Linked DNA regions of Mus musculus: region 1 is linked to region 2. A link is a contact called in public HiChIP or PLAC-seq data. All regions are on one chromosome and are shown on one strand. The core of a region is the stretch at or near the end of the contact, and the rest is flanking DNA. Distances in the headings are between cores, read along the strand shown. Region 1 overlaps Kifap3 (kinesin-associated protein 3). Region 2 has its middle 44 kb from the start of Prrx1.

Region 1 (4,457 bases), core at 127-2,626, 490 kb after region 2:
GTATTAAGCATTTTAATATACAATTTATGAACCTATATGTAAATTAACTTTAAAAATTAACTCATTCATTTCTCCTGTAACCTTCAGAGTCACACTCTCTGATTCAGGTGTGGCTCTCAATACTATTTGCATGAAGCTTTTCGTATTTAACTTTACATATATTTGTATTTTTTTCTTTTTCTTACTTGTTTTCTTCTTTTTAAAGATGTGGTCTTGCTTTCTGCATAGGCTAACCTAGCCTCAGACCTCTAAGTATTAGATCACAGGATATGCCATTGCACCCAGGAAAAATTACTGTTTGGCCTCTCTCTCTTTTCTTCTCCATAATTTAAATCTTGAATCAAACTTCTATCAGCAGAAACCTTCGTTTTGCAGTTTAAAGTGTATAGCCAGGTCATAATTTCTTTGGTTGGTCTGTGCATGCACTAACGTTATTGGGCTCTCTAGGTTCCAAAGCGTGCATTGAACCAGTTGCACGCTCTCAGTGAGAGTGCTGTGCTGTTAGGGCAGTCTTTGTGGCAGGCTGGTACTCCCAGGGGTTCCTAACCCGTAGGGCTTCATCCAGCTCAGGAGTTTGGGTTTTCTGGTTTAGACAAAGCTGACTGCACTTATTGTTGGCGACCACCAGAAGGTATTGTTGGACTGTAAATTGTGACTATACACACATATATATATGGTTATTTCTTATGACCATTCTTTAAAAAGCTGACAAAATTATTTTCTAACCATCTTTGAAGTTCTCCCACCAGGTTAAATTTATACAAGGTGTGTGTGTGTGTGTGTGTGTGTGTGTGTGTGTGTGTCTATAATTTTCAGTTTACCAACAACATCATAAATGAATGAATAAAATGTATCTCTTTTGTAAAAGAGAAAAAGTGCTTTGGAAGTGGGCTTTTTAGATTCGCTTATTAAAAACTGGAAATGGTCAGATTATTGTTTTCCCATCCAGTTATCTGAAATTAGTTTGCTCTTATGGTAGTTTCCTTTAAGAAAATAAGTTCATTCTTTTAGAGTAAGTTGGTTTTGCCTGGTTATTACCAAACTGTTAGGAAATTTCACACATCTGCTTCAAAAGGCAACTTCCCATAGACTGCATTGTTCAAACTGAATAGCCTCATTTATCCTGTGAATAAACCTACATTTTCTTACCTGATCAAGTGAGCAAACAATAGGGTCAGATGTGGCAAACACTTTAACAGAAAGCACATGTCTCAGTCAGGCTGAGGTACAACCATATCAAGATGCTTGAAGTTATTAATGGCAGTAAAATTTATGCTTCCTCCTGTTTTCCCAATTAAATCAAGGAGCCTTTTTTTTTCCTAAGATTCTTGTACCACCAGCTGGTTCCAATACTGTGTGTGTGAATGTTGCCTGGGCTGTCTCCATGCTCCATGGTGAAATTTGGCACATTAAGTGGCTGGTTTCCACTCTGAGCTAGAAAGTGGTTCTTTTAAAGGGATTTATTTTGGTCTTTATCATTTGTATCTGAAGTGAGCCAGATAATGACAAACAAGTTGCAACAGTATTCTCTGGACATAATAAAAAATTACAAACAAGGTAATAAACTAATTGAAGACAGGTTGAAAATATATTTAAAAGAATGAAACTTTGTCTGTTTTGAATATTAGATTACTTTTTGAATATTAGAGTCCTTGGAATAATTAGTATAAAATTAGCTTAAATTGATTTTTAGCATAATGGTAGATTTGCCAATTTTATTTCTCATTTTGATATGTTAAGCTTGGTTTGTGCTGACCATCGTAACCTATAGGTGCTTTCCGTTTTCCCACTTAACTCTTGCTTTTCAGTTGTTGTATTGATCATTTCAGTTCCTCATCTAGGTGCTGCTGTCAGTAAGTCTATTACAAAACAAAGACCACCCACTAGAACTACAGTCTTGAAAATTGGACTGTCCAAATTCCACTGTAACCTACTTAAATAGTAATTCGTATATATTTGCTGTAATGAACTATGCATAAAATTATATGGAAGTATCTACTAAAGATGTTCTAGGACTGAAGATGTAGCTCGTTGGTAAAGTGCTTATCAAGCATGCCCGGGGCTCTAGTTTCAATCCCTACCACCAGATAAATAATTTTCAATAATAATCTTAAATTCATTTTAGTACATTTTGATATAGAAGATATTTGTATTCAATAATTGCTGCAGATAAATTTTGAGAGGTTGGTTTAACCTGTGGCATACTCTTCATACTATATTATTAATCGGCATTAAGAGCTCTAATTCTATATTAGACTTAGACATGATAGTTGTAGCGTGCTGTATTCTCAGAGCGAACTCGGGTGATGTATCACCTCGGTGCTGCACTGTTCTAGTAGAGGCGCGCTTGGAGTGTTCCACTTTAACTACGAGGACATGGGGTGTAGAAGGGAAGGAGAATCAGGCTAATAATGTGGCTCATCGTGTGGGCGTTCACTGTGATCTAGTGTTCAGCTGGGAAATGGAGCAAGAACAGAACTTTGACTTTATATTCTAATGTTCAAAATTCACATTTCTGTTTGAGTGATCTGTGATTGGAAAATCTCCAGAGTCTTATAAAATTAATGGCCGAGTGACGTTTCTCCTGATCACTTTAGAGATGAAAGAAATAAGAACATTTTAAAACTCAGAACTGATCAGCATGTGTTTTGCCTCTTGCTTGGAAAACCAAGTATAAGAGCAGCCCAGAAAACTGATTTTTCTTCCTGCTTTAGCTGCTCCAGCTGAACTATAGCTGTAAATTTCTTTTAAAAGAAAAGGAGGACAAGACTTCATATAAACTCTTGAATGTACTTTATATGTGCAATAATTCCCACAAAATCAGTTATCGGAGTTAATGACCAGTTTGTTAAGGTATTAACTGCCCTCAGCTGGGAATGGCCAATTTTGGGGAGAACGGCTGCACAAATGCTAAGATAATTCAGTAACACATTGGAATAATGACCCAGCTAGTTAACGGTGAAGTCCTGTGGAAATCCTATCAAAGTGCTTAGACCTCTGCATTTAATAGCCAGTGAGTTCATCATGATTCATGTTTATTGCCATAAATACCAAAGGAATCATAATGAGTGGGCTGTTTTTTTCAACCCTGCCCTTATTGCTTAAACAGATTTGACTAATTCACATCAGTTATTAAGACATACTTCTCAAAATAGTCCATCTGTCCACTGCTCTGCTCAAAATGCACAGACCTTACCAATGCCCACATACCAATGGCTGGCAGCCTGGTTTTTTCTTGGGATGCCATTAGGGAAAGTTACTATAAATAACTCTAAAAGGAGTGCTCATTTAAAAGCCCTGCCATGAAGAGTATATATAAAACTGTAGTGGTTTAGGTGGGATTTATGGCTCATGAGTCCTGATGAGAAAAATCATACCATCCACCCCATGATTCCTGTAGAAAATGACTGGAAGAACAAGAAGATGGCGGCCTTTAGAGTACAAGAATCTTCAAGACCCAAGGTGGTGTAGTATCTTAGTTCCTGTAGGGAAGATGCTAATACTGGACAAGTCTAGTCTAACCAAATATAAAGATACCTGCCTTCTTAGAAAACAAAATTGAAAACATTTTTCTTCCCATGCATATACCATAAAACCTGTGTAAACATGTTTTTGTGACAGATAGCCACAATTAAATGTCAAAATAAAAAACATGATTATTAAAATCTGTGAATTGTAGATTGTTCTGATCTCAAAATGTTGGCATCAAGAACACCTACTTTATTTTTAGAGTGTCGCACATTTTACACCATACTTTGCTCCAAATAAAATTCATGTCCTCAAATAATAGATATAAATACATGTTTTGTACAGCTATTGGCGTACTGGCCTCCGTCTTCAGATTACATACTCTATTATTAGTCTGACCTTTACATTTAAGATGATGGTCTGCATTTATACCACTTCTCTCAAAGATCTCCTTCAGCTTTCCTCATTTTCAAGTAAGAGAGCTGAAATTTACCTCAAAATAAATCAGACTGACCTATTGAAGTGGCAGGCCTTCAACCTCAGCACTAGGAGGGAGAGGCAGATGGAGCTCCGTGAGCTTGAGGCCAGCCGGCTACATAGTGAGTTCCAGGACAGCCAGGCCCACAAAAGGTGATTCTATCTCAAAACAACAGCAGCAACAACAAAATATACAAACTGTACTCTCTACTGAAGTCAGATTTTGACTTGTTATAATATTATAAAGAAAAATAAATTTTACTTTTCCCCCATATATTCTAAGTAATTGAATTATTAATCCATAATTTTATTTACCGTAAAAAATATTTACTTGTCTTTTCATATGTGAAACATATAGTATATATTAACCTGTTTCGTTTTATCCAGAGGAGTGACTTTCATTACTGATATAGACAGTATGCCTAGGCAGAACTAGAAATTGGCCTGGAGTTTGTATACATGCTAAGCAAGCTCTTGAACAAGGAGCTAAACTTCCAGTCCTATTTTTTAGT
Region 2 (4,253 bases), core at 1,433-3,932:
TTCTCGGGTACAATGTTAAAACCTGATTGCCTCTTTAACACTTACAAGAGTTTGCCTTCAGCCCACATTGTCATTCCTCCCATGTGCTTGGAAGGTCTCTGGCATCACGACAAAGACTTTTTCAGACTTCTCTGCCCTTTTTTGGTTTGCTTGTTTGTATTTTTCCTGTCTGAGGTTAGACTGACTGTGGACTTTCCACAGGAGAGGCAGGAGTTTGGATAAGCCAGTAGTTTAAGCAGGTTTTATGAGCAGCCATGTAATAAAATGCATTCAGGGGTCACACGAGAAACTTTAATCAGCACCAGGGGTCACTGGATAGCACTTCTAGCCAGGAGAGGAAGAAAAGGGGGAACAGAGGTTCAAAGGGAAGGAAGAAGAATTGGGGGAGGGGGCAGTTTTTTTTTGAAGGTTCTCAAATTATCAGAAATAACTTAAAAAAAAAAGCCAAAGTGTTTTGCAATCAGAAATGGTAAAAAGAGCCTTAATTGCCCAGCGGAAACTGGTAGAGATCTGCTGTAAATTACATGAGAATTTTACCCAAAGACTTAACATTCCCCCCGCCCCCTTACCCCCGCTTGCACAGTTTTGCTTGAAAGTATGGCCTTATGACTGGTCTCAGGATGGATATCAGATATCTCACCCTGAAGGGAGAAACATTCCCACCAAATCCTTCTCTGGAAAAAAAAAAAAAGAATCTCTATCCAAAAATCAGAGTCTGGGCAGACAAATTGGCACCAGTTTTTTCTCTCTCCCTAGCCTTCCTTTTATATTCGGTGAGAAATAAGACTGTAGACTTGAGTCACAATTCACAAATATTTAGTAGTATTATGTTGCAAAAAAACACTGGGAGGGAAAATCCAGGGGAAGGTAATTCTTAAGAGCTTTGCCTTCATTCGTGCAAACAAACTTTATGCCTCTCAATAAATCTCCTGTTTTGTAAGTGGCCATTAAAATAACGGATCATTTGATTAAAATTCTGTTTTCTTTCCACAACAGTCATTTGGAGTTTTGGAGACCTCCAAATGTGGTCTTGGCTATGATGTCATTAGCATTTTATTAATGCATCCAAAAGGTTAAAAGCTCTTGGGTTTTATAGGGCTTTTAAAAGCAAACGTGATTGTCTCTTGAATAAACTGAGCCTGAACCCATTAAAATGTGACAACAACTTCAATACTGACCCTGTTTAAAGGTTAAAAAAAAATTGATCAAGGATTTGCCACATTTTTAATTGGTTTGAATTAAATGGAAACTGAACAGAGGCCAATATTTGTGAATGGAAAGAATTAAATCCAGTTCAACACCTTTCAGTATATTGTTTTTTAAAAATTGGGTTCCCCACGTTTTTTTTTTTTCAGTTCAATGATCCTTTATGGCACACAAAAAAAAAATAGTTTATAGTTTGAAAGGTTGGCCTTTCTTTCTCTGGTCCAATCAAAATGCAGCCAAATAGAAAAAAATCATATATCTATAACTATATCTATAGATACAGATATAGATTTCAGCATTTAAGTGGACATTTAAAAACAATGCCCAAAGCACAGCCATTTCCTCTGTGCTGTTTATTTGGATGGAAAAGGAATTCAAGTATTGCCCAGTGATGGTCCTATCAAACTTTTAGGACCCCAATTATTTTCTGAAGATAGCCTGGAACTCACTATGTAGCCCAGGCTGGTAGCAAACTCAAGCAATCCCCTCCTCCCCTTCCCCCCACCCATGGCTCACCCTCCCAAGTGCTGGGATTACAGCCACCACACTTAGCTTTAGAAACTCTTAAAGGCCATTTATGAGAGTTACAAAACTAAACCCACAATAAAGCAAAAGACCCAGAGAGGCTGCCACATACATAGCTGTGCACTGTATCCCGGTTTTCTATTTTGTCTCCTCTTCATATACATTTTCAGATTTGGGTTGTGCAACCCTGTTAAATGATCTTGTATACACCAAGAAGAAAATTCCCTCCTCTCCCACTCCCCGATGGTGTCCACTGAAATGAAACTGTTTGAGCTGGTTTAGATTTTTTCCATATTCTTACATTACTGACCATGGAACGTTCTATTTACCTTTATTGCTTTATTAGTTAACTTCTGGCAACTAACCTGATTTCTCATTCTAATACATTCTGTGCTTTCAGAGAACATTAGCACTTTTAATTTAATTTAACTTTTTAGCCCTCACGGATGAACTACTGAAAAGCCGTCTCCCTGAGTCTCCTCATGTAATTGCTCCTGTGTTCTGAGGGAGCTATAACTTGCAGAAGCCGATGGGCAGATAAGCTTGCCCAACATGCGCTTAATTATACAAACAAGTCTTTCTGGAGAAAGTCTTCAGACAATTACCTCCCGAAATAAATATACCCCAGCGACTGTCAATAGCAATAAAACCCACACAATCATTTCTTAAAGCTTTTATTGTTTGCCTGTAATTAGCATGTTGATGTGATTAAAGCTACATTTGACTTCTGATAAACCCCAGACTCCTATAGATAACATTTCCAGTGGTTCAAAGCTGCTTTCATTAGAAGCGATATTTATCTGATTTGTAACCAATCAATTGGAAATAAAACTTTCCTGTGGCATGCCAGCAGCAGCCCCTAGCTTCCCCCCAAACCCCTCCAGCAGGCTAGGTCCTTGAGTGAGATGGATTCCATATGGTTAGGAGGAGGAACCAGCCAGTCCTGCAAAGGTAGAGAGCACAGCTCTTGGGAGAATCACTCAGACCTGCGTCGTCTCTGCACACTGCCACTACAATCTGGAAGGCGCAACGGCTGCAACCAATTTTCTTGAAAAATATGCTTCGTGTGGCAGCCTAAAGCCTGCAGAATTGGGGTTCGCTGAGGCCATCATCTGTAATGTTTACTCTGCTTCCATATTTTAAGTTTATATCTGATTGTTTTATCAGATTCTTTAAACTTGCTTTTTTTGCTTTTATATATACTCTATCTTCTCTCTCCCCTTCTCTCCTCTTTTCTTTTCTCCCCCAAGCATATTCTCTCTCTCTCTCTCTCCCCCTTTCCTTTCTTCATCCCTCCTTCCCTCCCTCTCTCCCTTCTTTCTGACTTTTGACTGTATATGTTTTTCCCCCCTATAAAAATATTTTGTTTGCAATCACTTTAATTTGCAGCTCTAAATGTTGAGGTTTTGACAACTAGGCTTTCAAAAGTTGATTTTACCCAGCAAATGTTCTGAGAATTTCATAGTGGAGGAGGGCCGAGGGAACAGTACCCCTATGCTGTAGAAATGCCCTGTCCTACATCTTGGCGCTTTGTGTAGTTTAACCACTACACCAATGTATTTATTTTTGTTCTTAACGGAGAAATAGGGAAAGAAAGAAAGCCAATTAATTGCCTTCAATGTCTGTATACAGTATTCAACGCACTTCTCTTTCACTCTCTGCCCTCTCCAAACATTCCATATTTTTAGAAATGAAGTGGAGGAAGGAAAATATTTTCTATAATGGAATAGTGTTGACACGCAGACCTTTATGTATTTATAGCCATGCCTCATTAGAATCTGTCTTTAAATATGTGGTAAACATGTGCGTAAATACGATGTGTGCCATGCTTTTTAAATCGAGTTTTAAAGTGAATGTACATAAACAAAGTAGCTTACTGCTATTAAAATGAAAACATGAAACTTGGGTCTGAGAACCTTATACTAATCTGGGCAAGTTCAAAGGTTTTCCATTGTTATTTGACTGTTTGGTTTCTCAATGCCCATTTCAAGTGTCTTTTGCAAATGTTGTGATTTATAACTTGATATTTCTATATCATCCCAATTTTATTTACACATGCATAGTTCTTTGTACAGAAAATTTAAAAGCCCTGACTTGAAATACTGATAGTTTACAACCTAAGAATGGCTAAAATTACATTTAATATCTTAGAAATGAATGTTACCTAGCATATGTATAATCTACAAAGTATTCACACACACACACACACACACACACACACACACGCATACACACGCATGCACGGACACACACACACTAAGAGAACAAGGGGACTTGTGCCAGCAAAATGAACTTCTTCAACAAGAAGATTGGGTATGACAAGTCTGTCTCTGTGGGTCTGCAGTTTATGAACAGATCTCATAGCAGGAGTGTTTCTGAGGGTGTTAGGCTCAAAGGAAAGGTCTATGTGAAGTATACTATGTACCTTTAAAAATCAACTTCCATCAAACAGTTTAAACATTTCTTTCCCACAATTTAGAAAACATTTCAGAAGTCATTAAAAATCCATTTAAAAACATCAA

What was found. HiChIP or PLAC-seq counts read pairs in DNA pulled down with a chosen protein or histone mark.
Region 1: an H3K4me3 HiChIP or PLAC-seq map of embryonic limb bud shows a contact between it and region 2, with 5 times the contacts expected there. The contact joins two enhancer-like sites. A contact is called at or near these places in 3 of 115 datasets of contacts at active chromatin or transcription factors (the NIH/3T3 cell line, craniofacial prominence and embryonic limb bud) and 1 of 9 other capture datasets (embryonic tail).

The regions. Positions count from the first base shown.
Region 1 is chr1:163,842,830-163,847,286 of GRCm38.p6, forward strand. The region is part of intron 10 of Kifap3 (kinesin-associated protein 3); the gene reads left to right. Among named protein-coding and RNA genes, the nearest start is that of Kifap3, 65 kb to the left of the region's middle. Within about 2 kb of position 1,377, at least 13 of the 459 cell types and tissues checked have an H3K27ac peak or open chromatin away from gene starts, as enhancers often do. A contact at or near this core is called in embryonic limb bud, where this site is marked.
Region 2 is chr1:163,355,674-163,359,926 of GRCm38.p6, forward strand. No RefSeq gene overlaps it. Among named protein-coding and RNA genes, the nearest start is that of Prrx1, 44 kb to the left of the region's middle. Within about 2 kb of position 2,683, at least 25 of the 459 cell types and tissues checked have an H3K27ac peak or open chromatin away from gene starts, as enhancers often do. A contact at or near this core is called in embryonic limb bud, where this site is marked.